2 separate regions of the Sus scrofa genome follow, and region 1 is linked to region 2. The links are chromatin contacts, called in public Hi-C maps. All regions are on one chromosome and are shown on one strand. Each heading gives the region's core, a stretch centred on a gene start, on an enhancer-like site or on the middle of the called end of the contact. The rest is flanking DNA. Distances are from core to core; before and after follow the strand shown.

Region 1 (2,777 bases), core at 135-2,634, 1.6 Mb after region 2:
TCGGTGTTTTGGTGGGGGGCGAAAGCTCCCCCCCCCGTCCTTAATCACACACACAGCAACACAGCAAGTAACGAACACGTGTGAAGCTCTGCCCGGGAGCTTCTCCCTGCGTACGCGCTGCGTACCGGGAGGAAGGGTTTGCGGGACAGCCAGCTAGGCTCGGTTCCCGGCAGCACACGGTGCCCGGGAGGCCCGGACTTTCAAGAAGCCAAGATTGTTAGGCGGGCGGCTCCAAACGCGGGCGTAAGCGGAGAAACGAACGTGCAAGTGCACCCTCTGAGAGAGGGTGGGCTGGGGTGTTTGTGAGGACCACAGTTTGCGGAGTGGGGGGGTTGGTTTTACACGTGCTCCTGCACACTTTCCCGGGGGTCTGGAGGAAAGCGAGCGGCTCGCACCCCAGGAGCACGCAGATTCATCTTTGCCGAGGGATCTCTTTAAATATTCAGTGAGAAATAATGGCATTTGAAGCACCACCTATGGAAACATTATTATCTTCATTCTTCAACATCAGCGCCACTGATGGCTTCGTTTGTCTTTTTATCAAAATCTACGGTAACCAACAGGACCTGGGGAGAAAGGGAGAGCGAGGTAGAGAGGGGGCGTGTGTGTGCGCGCGTGCGTGTGTGTGTGTAACCGAGCGAGGGCAAAAGAGAGGAAAAAATAGGGAGAAATGAAAAGGTGAAGAGAGGGCGAGCAAGGAGGAGAAAGGAGAAGTTAACCAAGAATAAAATTAGTCGGTAGGAGAAAAACAGAAACATTCACCCTCACACAAAATATTTAGATTAAAAAGGATAAAAAAGACAAAAAAGAAAAAACCCACTAAAGAAAGAGTCATGGGGGAGCGCAGTAGGGTCTAGAGGACCCGAAACTCTATTCAGAAGATTGATGCCCACTTCGCGCGAACCGACTGTGTAGCTCTCCAGACTCCAGGGCGCTCCCGAATTGGGGCGTCCTTATGAGCCCTCTCGTTTCCCGATAGCGAGATAGGGCAGGGATTGTGTATCTGCACCCCCCTCCTCCCCATTACTCAACCGAAGTTTAGTTTGTCCCTCGGGCGCAGGACTTCGGGAACCTTGGAGCGAGAAGACCCCGAGACTCGAGGGGAAGAGCTAGGCTGAGCCGAGGACTGAGCCTCAGGTTCGCGGGCGCCCAAGCCCAGAGGAGGGAGTGCGGGTCCAAGGCTCCCCATTCCGGGCGCGGGTGGGGAGGCTGCATCCCAGCCTGAGGAGATGGAGCTGGTGCGAAAAGTTTGGGCGCCGCGCTCGGCAAATGCCTGAGAGGTGGAGGCGAGCTTCTGCGGGGCCAAACAGCTGCGGACAGGGACCCCCACCCCCACCCCCGCCGCCCCTCTCACTCCCGGCTGGGCTCGGCCACCTCTTCTCCAAGAGCCTGGGGCGCGGCCCCCTCTCCCAGGGCGGGCAGCCCAGGGCTCCCAGTGACTGGCCTTGCCCGGAGCCGGCGAGGCAGGGCCGCGCCTCCCGAGGCCAGGGGAGGGTTGCAGCGCGCCGGGTGAGCGGCGGCCCCTCCCCTCCCCCCGGCTGGAGCTGAACTCGGATCCTAGGCCGGTCCCCGCTCTCCGCCCGCCCCCGGCTCCGCGGCGCCACAGCTGCCGCCGCCTCCCCGCGGAGTGACGCGCCCTGCAGCCAACCGGGGCAGCCGGGGGGGAGGTCCGGGAGGGGTCCTGGGCGGAGCCGGGCCGCCCCCTTATCCCACGGGTTCGGGGCCGCGTCTCCCGAAAACTTCAGCCCTAATTGTCCTGGGAATGTCCGAGGTAGAGAAAGGGGGCAAGCGAGAGCCTGGAGGACTGGGGCCCTTTGAGGCGAATCGGGGTGGCGGGAGAGCTGCCCTCCCCACCCCCCCGAGCCCCAAACCCATCACGTTCCCAAACCTTTCCTTGGTCCTCTTCTCCGCGCCCCCGCGAGCCCGCGATCCAGGGATGGAGAACTCGGGGCGGAGGAGCACCGAGCCAGGCGGCGAGAGGGAGGGAGGCCGGGCCGCGGGCGGGAGGCGGACCGGCGTGGGGCTGGCTCTTCCCCACTCGCTTTTTTTTTTTTTTTTTATGGGGGTGGGGGTGGGCTGCTTTCTGGTAGCTCTTAAAGAAACGAAGAAACACTCACGAAACGGGACTTCCTCCCCCCAAATCCCGCCACGGGACGCCCTCCCCCCGCAGGCCGGCGCGCCTAGCGCCGGAGTTGGGAAGTTCGCCGCTCGCCCGCAGCCCGGGTCCCCAGCCGCCGTCCGGCCCCACCCCCACCCCCTACCCCGAGAGGCTTAATTCCGGGGAGGGCATGCTAATTTGGGTCGGCCCAGCCTGGGATGGGGGGGGGGGAGCGAGGGCGGGAGGCGGGGGGCGCGGGCCGGGGCGCTGGGTGCGCAGAGGCGAGAAGGCAGGCCCCCGGCGGCCCGGCCGCGGAGTCCCGGGCGGTCGCGAAGAGGGTTAACCCAGTGTCGGGCGGCGCGGAGCGCAGAGCCAGCCCCGCGGCCGGCTTATTGGGCCAGCGCGCGGAGAGACAGGGGTCTGCAGCAAATCACGAACTAATTGATTAAGGCGAGCGGGTTTGAATAGCGCTGGCCCGGTGCCAATCGCCTTTCAAAGAGCCCCTCTATGATTAATCGCAATGCATTATTGATAATCATAATTATAGCAGGACACATGCGCGCTGCGCCCGGGGCCGGGGAGCCGGGGAGGGGGCGGGCGGGCCGGCGGGCGGGGGGAGCCGCCGCCGCCGCCGCCGCTCGATTTCCGTAATTTTGAGAAGATTTTTTTTTAGTAATTT
Region 2 (2,700 bases), core at 5-2,504:
TTTCCACCAGTGGGGTGAGGGGTGGGGGTGCTGCTTGAGAATGAAGCCACAGAAGAGAGTGGAGCTGAGAGAGGGAGAGACATAGTCTCAATGAACTTGTTTGACAACCGGGTCCTGCCATGCCAGAAGCTATTACCACCTCTCGAAGATTTACATGAGCCAATACATTCTCAATTTTGTTTTTTTCTGAGAGTTGTTTGAATTTGGTTTTTGAGTAAATCAGATCAACTCAGATTTGTACATTAGGGTAACTTGGTAGCAGTTTGAAGGATGGAGTTGAGAGGGATAAGGCTAGAGGTAGGTACACCAAATAGGACACAATTGACTGACCTTAGAAAGAGGTATCAGGGAGCTATTACTATTAATAGCTATTTTGCAACCAGTCTCAAAATCTTAGTGGCACACAAGCATAAGCTTGTTCTTCTATGAGTCACTGTGGCTCAGGTGATGTAGGCTCCCTGAGGAGGGTTCACATGACAAAGAGCTGGATCACAAAAGGCGGAGTCCACCTGCTTATCCAGAGTCAAGTCCTCTATTATCCCAATGCCGACGGCAATTCACATGGCCAAGAGCAACAGCAACCAGATGGGGACAAGCCCTTTTCTCTTGGAGGCTGGGTGAGTGAATATTTGCTAAACAATAATCTACGCTGACACGAAAGGGATAAAGAGGACAAATTCAAGCAGCACATAAGGGGTAAAAATCAAACAGTTTTGGTGGTTGGTTCTTACATAGGGGTTTATAGAGAGCGAGGAGACAAGGTTTCTGCTTGGGTGACACGGCTGGTGAGGGTGCCACCACATACAAAAGGGATTCTGGGAGAAGGGACAGACTTAGGGGGAAGATGAGGAGTTGAGTTATGGAAAGGTTGAGTTTGAGATGCTCATAGGACAAAATAAAAATAATTACATAGCTTGGTGATGGATGTTATCTGACTTGTTGTGGTGATCACTTTGCAATTTACACAAATATTGAATGATTATGTTGTACACTTGAAACTAATATAATGTCATGTGCTAATTACATCTCAATTAAAAAATAATAGCAAACACTTACATCATTCTTACCATGTCCAGTTATTGTTCCAAATGCTTTACATATAGGACTCATTTAATCCTTTCAACCATCCTCTTTCTGCAAATTAAAACACAGAAGAATAAGTGATTTATCCTAGGGCTTTCAGCTTTCAAAGACAGAGCTGGAACATGTGCTCGGCAGTCTAGTTCCACAGGGTGAGACTTGAGGAATTCATTTGGGAGTCGTGGGGATCCTCTTGGATCCCTAGAGTTGGTATAAAGATTATTTTCCTTTTTAAATTTTATTTATTATTATTATTATTATTATTGTTCTTTGGTTTTTAGGGCCATGCTCATGGCATATGGAAGTTCCCAGGCTAGGGGTCTAATCAGAGCTATAGCTGCCGGCCTTATGCCACAGCCATAGCAACTCGGGATCCAAGCTGCACCTGTGACCTACACCACAGCTCACAGCAACGCCGCATCCCTGAACCACTGAGTGAGGCCAGGGATCAAACCCGCATCCTCATGGATACTAGTTGGATCCCCTTCCATTGTGCCACATCAGGAACTCCCTAAAGATTATTTTAAAGTGGAAACATTTGAGCACAGAAAATGCAGAAACAAATCTTTTGTGAATTTCCCTTAGCTGCCTGAATCAGAGTCATTACAAAATACAGCTGCCATTAAACCCCATCCAAGGGAGTTTCCTACGAATTTAGCTGCCAAAAAGACAGACTGTCCATTCTTATTAGCATCAAGAAGCCCAATGGAACCTTCCACACTCTCTCATTGAAGCCCTAAAAATTCCCCTTTTGTTAAATGGGTATTTACACCTTTCCTTTTGGCTATTACAAGAGTTTTCCATTACTAGGAGCTCCTACATGATCTGATGCGAAAATAAACTTAGTCTTTTCTCTTGTTCATCTGTTTTTTTTTTTTTTTTTTCTCAGTTAAATTGTCAGGCACCCGACTGTTAGACAAGAGCTGGAAGAGGAAAAATTTTCTTCCCAATCCTTTTGGTCATAAGGAAGGGATACTTGGGGCTCCTCACGCTCTGGCTGCTGCTGGGATCCCAGGGCCTCTCGCCATGCCAAAAAAGGTAAATATATTTCACTAGTCAGAATCCTGGATCTCTGCCAGGGTCCAGCCGAGCAAGGACAGTAAGAGCCTCTCCCTTGCCTTTTGGCACTTGATCTTAGCCAAAAGGCCGAGAAGTGATTCCCTTGCCTTTTTTGAAAACTGTTTTCCAAATTTTAGATTTACAGAAGAAAACTTTTTGCTAAACCCAGTTTTTCGGCTCTTGGGACTCTTGTTAGAGGTAGTCATCCTAGTCATCCTGTCTGTCTCTTGGGTTTTGTGTTGTGATGTCTGGAAGTGTTGTTTGTTTCCTGAGAGCTTGGCATTGGAAATTAAAGAGCATTCCCTTTTTTTTTTTTTTTTGTCTTTTCTTGCCATTTTCTAGGGCGCTTCCCGCGGCATATGGAGGTTCCCAGGCGAATCGGAGCTGTAGCCACCAGCCTACGTCACAGCCCCAGCAACTCAGGATCCAAGCCGCATCTTCCACCCACACCACAGCTCATGGCAACCTGGATCCTTAACCCACTGAGCAAGGCCAGAGATCGAACCTGCAACCTCAGGGTTCCTAGTCAGATTCGTTAACTACTGAGCCACGAAGGGAACT

Evidence for each region. Hi-C and Micro-C count contacts between places; a contact is called where the count stands out from the background.
Region 1: a contact with region 2 is called in a Hi-C map of liver, with 12 times the contacts expected there. The contact joins the promoter of SALL1 here to the promoter of LOC100519366 in region 2. A contact is called at or near these places in 2 of 47 Hi-C or Micro-C datasets (embryonic fibroblasts and liver).

What each region holds. Positions count from the first base shown.
Region 1 is chr6:33,730,282-33,733,058 of Sscrofa11.1, forward strand. It overlaps SALL1 (sal-like protein 1), which reads left to right and starts at 1,385. Exons shown (of 4, transcript XM_003126987.4): 1 at 1,385-1,771. It overlaps LOC110260963 (a long non-coding RNA gene), which reads left to right. Exons shown (of 2, transcript XR_002344613.1): 2 at 1-67.
Region 2 is chr6:32,084,918-32,087,617 of Sscrofa11.1, forward strand. It overlaps LOC100519366 (cytochrome c oxidase subunit 6B1-like), which reads right to left and starts at 1,255. Exons shown (of 4, transcript XM_021094176.1): 1 at 1-1,255.